Linked DNA regions of Sus scrofa: regions 1 and 3 are each linked to region 2. Evidence: chromatin contacts called from public Hi-C and HiChIP or PLAC-seq data. All regions are on one chromosome and are shown on one strand. The core of a region is the stretch at or near the end of the contact, and the rest is flanking DNA. Distances in the headings are between cores, read along the strand shown.

Region 1 (2,700 bases), core at 1-2,500, 660 kb after region 2:
ATTAGATACTTCCAAATAGAAATGGCCTACATGGTCCTTACAGATGTAAAAGTTGAGAAGGTGGCTACCATAGCAACTCACCTTCATGGAGTCATTTGTAAATTCGACTCTGTGAAGTGACAGTATTATGTACTGGCACCTGCACAACTCCCTAATGTTTCCTTTGCTTGCATTCTTGCCCCAGGCAACAGTGCCAAGAGTTGTCCTTATCTGGAGAAGCAATCAGAGTTCTCAAGCTGCCTTTCGGTCTGCTAGAACAGAAGGTGCTGACAGGGGTGGGAGTGAAGGCAGCCTTCCTTTCAGTTTACTAATTCTGTAGCCGCCCTTCACAAACTCCAGCAAATATTTTGTGATGTTGCAAGGTGTTACGAGAAGTGAAAAGCAAGCTGTGATTCAGCTGGTTACGAAGACTTTGCAAACAAAAAAAGAGTGATCTGTTTTGCAACAAACTATTATTTCTGCCAGAGTCCACAGACTGGAACACTAAAAGAGGTATTTCTGTAAGACATCACCATCAGACATCCTGGATTTTCCAAATAAGACCGATTTCAAATTAGTTGGCCCAGCAGGTCTCAACTTGTGGACCTCAGACCCCTTGGAGCAGTGGAGTTACCTCACGGGATCTGCAAAACCACCTGCATGTTCTGTCTGTAGACTGAATGAAAAATGTGCACGTCCATATGGCTCACTTCCCAAATATGCATAACTTCTTCTTTGTCTTTTTAGGGCTGCACCTGTGGCATATGGAGGTTCCCAGGCTAAGGGTTGAATCGGAGCTACAGCTGCCGGCCTAAACCACGGCCACAGCAACACAGGATCCAAGCCATGTCTGCGACCTACACCACAGCTCATGGCAATGCCAGATCCTTAATCCACTGAGCGAAGCCAGGGATCAAACCTGAGTCCTCATGGATACTAGTCGGGTTCATTACCGCTGTGCCACCACGGGAACTCCTACACTGGTATTTATTGAGACTATTAGTATTCTGCCACATATACAAATTAATCCAGATTTCATGGGTCTGGGGGTGGTAAGAGAGGAAACCAGGCCTCAAATGAAATCAGATACTGAGCAAAAAGTGAACTTTTATAGATTAAATTGGACCCTAGAAGTGGTACAGTTTCTCTACAAGCTCTCCGTGTTTTCTGCGATGTTTGCATTCAGAGCTAAATGACTTAGACACAATGCTGAACCATCAGGATCTTTTCTAGGGATGGGGTGAAGGATGAAAGCTCCCTCCATGGTAGATGGAGTCTCTTCAGCCAGTTAGACAGGGTGTTGGGAGAGGAAGGGTGGGGATGGAAGAAAGAGGAGGCTGCTGCGCACTGCCTGGGTACCACCTAGGGGCTCCCCTCACAGGCTGTCTGGAACTTCCCAGCCCTCGAGGGCTGTTGGAAAGACAACTGCCTCTAACTCTGGTGTTCTTGCCCTAGGCAGATCTTAATTTCATCCATGTGTTCATTCATTCACATCCACTGAATTCCTAGGTTAGGCTATGTGCTAGGAAAAAAGCAACCCTATTTTGGTCTTGGTGAATTATCTAAGAGTCCTGTGGAATAGAAAAGACATGGTCATTGGGTTTCAAAATCTTATAATTTGGTTGGGGAGGGGGTGGAACCCACGCCAACACAGGAGAAGGAGCAATGCCAGTGTTATGATGGGAAAGACGCAGGTAGCAGTGAAATACGGAGGCACATCACTTAGCCAAGGCTTGAGATGTCAGAGAATGCTTCCTGGGTAGAAGAAGGAACATTTGGAACTTGAGAAAAGGAGCACTGGGGATCTGGGGGTTAGGCAAATTCTGACAAGCCAAGCCACAGGCTGTGGGAGAAGACTCAGGGGCAGCTGATCTGGCTCTGAAACAGCCCAAATTTCCAGTAGCCATATAGTTCAAATTTTTTCCCATTCAAAAGAGCTAATGGCTGCAAGCCTAACGCAAGTATGTTTCATTGCTCTTTTTCTCTACCTGTGCTGAATTAAGAGCCTACGGGAGGAACAGGTGCGGGTGAGGGGTGGGGTGGGGTGGAACAGGTCCTTCGCAACACAACAGTCACAAACTCTCTTCCCCTAGTCTCTTGGAGGGAAAATGGCAGTTGACTTTAAAGATCCTATATTTCAGGCGAAGAAGAATTTGTTGGCAAAACCATGCAGGAGACACCAGAGTGCTATATTAGAGCTTTTGTAAGTAAGGTATTTTTATCATTAACTCTTGGCCAAAGCTCATTTGTTCCAAATGGGCTGCCTTAACTGAGTATGCTCACCTGAGTATGCAGTGAGCACCTGGAAAATACAGGTTTGTTGCAAATGATCCACAGAGAAACCAAATTAATATTTATTTTCATAAAAGGATAGCGTGAGGAGGTAGGAGGATCTTTGGCCCACTAAATCATGAAACAGGATTATGTTTCTCCAGCTGTGCAAAAATTAATATCCTGTTTGGGGAACCACAACCACAGCACCTAAAGGCCAACTTCATGTCGTGAAAACGAATCAAAGGACTGCATTTGGCAAGAGGTCTCAATATTCCAGATCACACAGGAAATAATTACATACTATTATTCTTCAGTGAATGTAGCAAGAAAAGAAAATCCTAGGGTAAATAATCACAATAGACTAAAGACATTTGTGTTAAACTGTAAATAGTCATCTAGATAAAATTACTTAATAGTTTAATCCATGAATGTAGAATACTATGAGCT
Region 2 (2,700 bases), core at 118-2,617:
TAAGAAAAGCTTTCTCCTTTAACGAAAAAATTTAAAACCCTCCACACCTTAGCTCTCCTATTATGGCAGTGACAGGAGAAAGGGGTTAAGAAGGAGAAAGAAAATGGCTAAAAGAGAGATCCACCTCCTCTCAATTAGAATTCGTCCTTACAAGTGATGGATTTCACATGGGCTGTCTAGAGTTTCAACCTCCTCCATAGGCCATAAATAATTATGCATTGGAAGGGACCCCAGGACAGAATTCCATTGATCATTCTCTGGCACAGCCTAATGGTCTTCATGAGAATGGCCCGTGTGGAAAGAACTGTGTTTCCTGTGACAAGTTGTGGTCTTTGTGGCCCCGCCTGGCAAAGGGTCATAATCAAGTTGCAAGCTCCTGGCAGGTGGGGGATGCCCTTCCCGAGGCCCCCTTGCAGCTGTGGCATCTGCAGCTCACGGGCCTGCTGGTCTAACCAGGAGCAGTTTCCGGGTTTGTGTGTCTGCGTCATGTGCACCCTGCCACACTCGTGGGAAGCCAGACCCCACCCTGCTCCCCACTTGCGAGGCTGTGTGATCACATTTGTGGCAGCGCTGGCCTCTTGAAGAAGTTTCTCTTCCCAAGCTGTGTGGGTCTGCGAGGAGACACACAATTGCCTTTGTCATTTGTCCTTCCTGAGTGGGGACAAAAGCCCTTTCAGCTGCTGTGGAATGTACAAAAAGTTCTGTACTGAAGGGCTGTTGGGCCTGGCCTGGAATCCGGCAGACGGGGCTCAGACTAGGAAGCCTCTGCTTCCACCAGAAACTCCTGGGCCCGGCCCAGCCTCTGGGGCAGCCTGCTGTGTACCCGTGTGGAAGGGAGGCCCCAGAGATGCCCCCCCCCACCTGCACAGCACAGCGTGGATCCAAGTAACCTGTGACCTGCAACAACACACCCTAAGCATGGCTGAGCCGAGGTGCTGCGGGCCTGTCGAGCCAGGCTGGGCGTCAGGCATGGAGCTTTGCTGCCTCCCTCAACCCTCCCAACTCCTGAGGCTGCAATGGTGTTACCCCTGCTTTGCAGCTGGGGTGACTGGTCTTCAGAATGGGCCCCGGGGAATGCCTGCTGTGGCACAACTGGGTGGGCGGCGTCTTGGATTCGATTTCTGGCCCCAGCACAGTGTGTCAAGGATGCTGTGGCTTAGGTCTTGACTGAGGCGCAGTCTAATCCCTGGTCCAGGAGCTCCATATGCTGTGGGGCGGCCAAAAATGAAGGGGGTTAAAAAAAAGAGGGGGTGGCGGGGAGCCTGGGAGAGGACAGTGCTGAGACAGAAGAGCCAGGGCGCGAGGGGGAAGGAAGGAACTCTCACAGCTTGTGGGGAGGGCCCCAGGGCCTCAACACGGGGTGTGGACACTTTTATCTCCGGTTTAAACCAAGCAAAATAAAAATACAACCTACCCTTTGGGGGATGGGGGAAAGAACCTGCCACCACAAAACCTAAGAGTGGCACAAGTGGCCTTTTCTCATTGCTATTTACATCCCTGGGTGTTTCCACCATTGCAGAACCAGAGACTTAACACAAAGAAACCTGCTGCCAAAATACTGTGCAGTTTCCCAGGTTGCTATTGTCTGCTTTTTCTAACCAGGATCGGGCAGCTCCTAGGGTGCAGGAAGCCAACCATGGCTGAACTTTGCTCTAGTTTCAAAATGTAAATGAGCAAGTAGCAGGAGGAAGTGCCCAGAAACAGATCTGAGCTGTCAACCCCAGGGGAGCCCCAAGCGGCTACTCCCAGGGAGGGAGGAGGGAGGCCCCGGGGGAGGGCGACCCTGAAGGCTGGGAAACAGGTTTGCATGTTCGAAAGCAAATTGCCCAGGTCTCTGGGGCGGATTGCACAATCTTGCAATCTTCCAAGCAAGAGAGGAAGAAAGGAGAGCCGGGGTGTGGGGATCAGGCCAGTTTTTATACGCGATCTTGTCTAAACAAGACTCTTATCGAAGAGTAATCCTAAACGCTGGCCTTTCTTAATACCTCAGCTCCCTGGGGAATGGGTATGTGACTTTTGAGTTCCAGGAGGGGGATTAAATTGCCTCTTGGAGATGAGAGCCCCACATGAGCAGATAAGGTTGATAGAAATGGCGGGGTAGGGGGGATTCTCTTGTGTCCCATGGGGATGGTCTTCCAGATCCATTATCTTCCGCTGCACAAGGGGTGCTGGAGACAGAAGAAAGCTGATGTCTACTTACAGAGCAGCCTTTGGGGGGCGCAGCCCTGGGCTGCAGGTGCTGAGGAGGGGGTGGGAGACGGAGGAAGGGGCCTCGCTGGCTCTGCAAGGATCAGCTGAACAGGTGCAGGGCCTTAAGTTTTACTTCTATTTATTTATTTATTTTATCTTTTGTCTTTTTAGGGCCACACCCGCAGCATATGGAGGTTCCCAGTCTAGGGGTTGAATGGGAGCTGTAGCCACCAGCCTACACATGCCACAGCCACAGCAATGTGGGATCCGAGTGGCATCTGCGACCTACACCACAGTCCACATCAATGCTGGATCTTTAACCCATTGATGGAGGCCAAGGATCAAACCTGCATCCTCAAGGATACTAGTCAGATTGGTTTCTGCTGAGCCATGATGGGAACTCCTAATTTTTATTTTTTTATTTTTTATTTTTACTTTTGTCTTTTTAGGGCTGTACCTGTGGCATATGAAAGATCCCATGCTAGGGGCCAAATAGGAGCTGCAGCTGCC
Region 3 (2,700 bases), core at 88-2,587, 690 kb after region 2:
GAAAGGAGGATGAAGGTAAACTGGATAAAGGACACATCCTGATAAAAGGCGTGGAGAACTCGAGGTACATGCAGTCAGGCAAAATAGTTTGGCTTGGCTGAACTGTAAAGATGGTAAGGGTTAGTGAAAATAAAGTTAAAAAGGTAAGATGTGGCCTCATTGTAGAGGGTCATCCTGAATGCCAGTCTCCAGATACAGAAATCCCAAATTATTCTCTGCACCTTGAGAATGTATTAAAGTAACTGTCATGGTCATTCTTTCACCTAATCTGAAAACTGTGATTCAAATTCTGTGTTCAAAGCTATAAGGCTTTATATACTGTGGGGGGGGGGTAAACGAAATGGATCAAGTTAATTAGATGATAATCAAACTGACGATAATCAAATTAAGAGGACATGTTTAGACTCAGGAAAACGGGAATAAGACTGCTCTTTTTAAATACACAACCAGTTTGTGGGAGCAAAAATATCAAATCTCAGAGGGTGGTATTAGAATTACTGGACGGCAACTAGAAGAAGGAAAGACCTTTCTAAAAGCCAGTAAAATCAACACGGACTGCTTCCAAGGTGGTGAGATTCTCCTACACACCGGCCACCATTCCTCAATACTCTGGGTATTCGTTCAAGGACCATTTAAGCACTCACAGCATGTGGAAGTTCCTGGGCCAGGTATGGAACCCTGCGCCAAAAGTTAGATTTAAATTTCAAATAAACAATGAATACTTTTTCAGTAGACAATGTCCTAAAAGTAAGTGCCTTGCTTTACAGCAGTAAGGAGCAGCAAACAGAGCCAAATCTCAAATATTGCATAGGACGCACACTAAAAATTATTCTTGGTTTACCTGAAATTCAAATTTAACTGGGCGTCCAGTACTTTTATTTGCTAAACCTAGCAACTCCAGTTGCTGTGGAAGCGACTTTTAAGATCCATTTCAACCTGAAGCTCTGAAATGAGGGAGCCAGTCAAGAAGCTCAGGGGTTGAACGAAAACAATGGAAACAGACAAGGAGGTGCAAAACAGACAAGGAGACCACCCTGAATGCAACAAACGGAGGACTATACGGTCGATGGAGAGGCAGGAATGGTCAAAGGGCAGGACAGAACAGAGGCTAGAATCAGAGACTTGTGGCCAAAGTAAAAACAAAGGAATAAAGTCCCGGGGAACTCCAGTTAGGTTGTCCCAGCCTTCTTCTCCCGCAGAAGAGTTTCCTTAACTCACATTTTTCGCACACCATCCTTTCGCGACGATTCCCTCAGTCGCAGTAGGATCGGGAGCTGGAAACCATCAACACCACAGCTGAGAAAACACTCCCCTTCCGGGTTATGAAAGTCCACTTCCGGATCCTCCGCCCCGCCTATTCTACACCTGGAAAGCCGCGGGAGGAATAAAGGAGAGCGGGAAGGCGGGGCTTCCTTCTTGGCCCACCTCTCCACTTCTGCGATTGGTTGTGAGGCCTTCGGTCTCCGCCCTGCTGGCCTGCGCCTGCGCGAGACTCAGGGCGGCGAGTTGCACCTGATGGTGGGAGGTAGTAGCCCTCCCGTTCTCTTCCGCGAGCGGGAGAGTTAGGTAAGCCCAGCCGGACGCTCCCGGCGCACGAGCCTCCAGCGGCTGCAAGCCACCCCCGCCAATTGCCCAACTGATCGGAAATCTCTGCTACCAATAGGCCCTTGCCCGCGGGCCCCTCGAGCGCCGCCCTTCCGGCGTGACCCAGGGGCTGCCCCGATGAACTGGCTCTTTTTCAGTTCCGACTTTCTGTGTTTGTCCCGCCGTTTCTCTTGGTCTTTACGCCTGTGCTCTTTGATTATGCTTCTCAGCTTGTCCCTTTCTGCCCACAGTCGGCTGGGGCTTGGGCAGAGTCCGCAGCGACCCAGTTTGGGATGGGGCTGGAGATTACGGTCCCACGATTCCCGCGAAGGCGCCTCCAGGAGCCTTTCAGAATGGCCCTCTCTTCCGCTGCAAGGCTTGAGGATCTGGGCCAGGTCAGACCACGGGCACCTGGGCAATAGCTGCCCCAGGGGGCACCTGGCGGAAGTCCTCCTGAGCTCTCCAAGGCCTAATATAAGGCTGGTTTCTCAGGAAGGGCAACTCTGCACCTACTCTTCGTTCATTCACTCATTCACGCAGCATTAAGTTTGTGTATTGCTCACTGTCTTATGTACAAATCTGCTCCTGTCAATTGGGATTTTGAGGGTGGCCCAGAAGAAGATAGGACCGGTGAGAAAGATTTCCTTTCTCCTTTCTTGCCATTCATACCTCCTAGTATATATCTATATCATCAAAAAGGTTAGCTAGGGTTTGAAATGGCTTTAGCACTTGGGACCTTGGTAGCTTGCAATGTTTACTAATCTCTGCTAGTCTTTTTCCTTATCAGTAATGTATTTTCTTTTGAAAAATATAGTGTGAATAAATGAGAGTGTTAGGATAAGGCCTGGATTTGCCCTTTTACCCTTTTATATATACGCACACGTACACATATATGTGTGTGTATATATATGGGGTTTTATTCTGGACTAGTCACCACAGTGTGACACGTGGACTCCTTACTTAACATTAGTCAATACTACATATAAGCTCTCTGTTAGATAATTTGTAAATACATGCATACATAAAATAGATATATAGAGATGGGAGAGAGAGAAAGTAAAATTTTTTTTCCCTTTTCATGAAGCTCTTCTTTTCATTGGAATCTAGCGTCTGACA

What was found. Hi-C and Micro-C count contacts between places; a contact is called where the count stands out from the background. HiChIP or PLAC-seq counts read pairs in DNA pulled down with a chosen protein or histone mark.
Region 1: a Hi-C map of omental adipose tissue shows a contact between it and region 2, with 1.9 times the contacts expected there. The contact joins two enhancer-like sites. A contact is called at or near these places in 16 of 47 Hi-C or Micro-C datasets (adipose tissue, alveolar macrophages, embryonic fibroblasts and 10 more) and 2 of 2 datasets of contacts at active chromatin or transcription factors (alveolar macrophages and skeletal muscle).
Region 3: an H3K27ac HiChIP or PLAC-seq map of skeletal muscle shows a contact between it and region 2, with 6 times the contacts expected there. The contact joins the promoter of PIGF here to the enhancer-like site in region 2. A contact is called at or near these places in 13 of 47 Hi-C or Micro-C datasets (adipose tissue, embryonic fibroblasts, fetal heart ventricle and 7 more) and 2 of 2 datasets of contacts at active chromatin or transcription factors (alveolar macrophages and skeletal muscle).

Annotation. Positions count from the first base shown.
Region 1 is chr3:93,899,786-93,902,485 of Sscrofa11.1, forward strand. It overlaps a transcript of SOCS5 not described here and the pseudogene LOC110260020. Among named protein-coding and RNA genes, the nearest start is that of PIGF, 25 kb to the right of the region's middle. Within about 2 kb of position 1,251, at least 3 of the 83 cell types and tissues checked have an H3K27ac peak or open chromatin away from gene starts, as enhancers often do. A contact at or near this core is called in liver and omental adipose tissue, where this site is marked.
Region 2 is chr3:93,237,349-93,240,048 of Sscrofa11.1, forward strand. No RefSeq gene overlaps it. Among named protein-coding and RNA genes, the nearest start is that of EPCAM, 53 kb to the left of the region's middle. Within about 2 kb of position 1,368, at least 49 of the 83 cell types and tissues checked have an H3K27ac peak or open chromatin away from gene starts, as enhancers often do. A contact at or near this core is called in adipose tissue, alveolar macrophages, liver and 4 more, where this site is marked.
Region 3 is chr3:93,924,549-93,927,248 of Sscrofa11.1, forward strand. It overlaps PIGF (phosphatidylinositol-glycan biosynthesis class F protein), which reads left to right and starts at 1,338. Exons shown (of 6, transcript XM_003125167.6): 1 at 1,338-1,566. It overlaps CRIPT (cysteine-rich PDZ-binding protein), which reads right to left and starts at 1,368. Exons shown (of 6, transcript XR_002342732.1): 1 at 1,219-1,368. It also overlaps a transcript of SOCS5 not described here.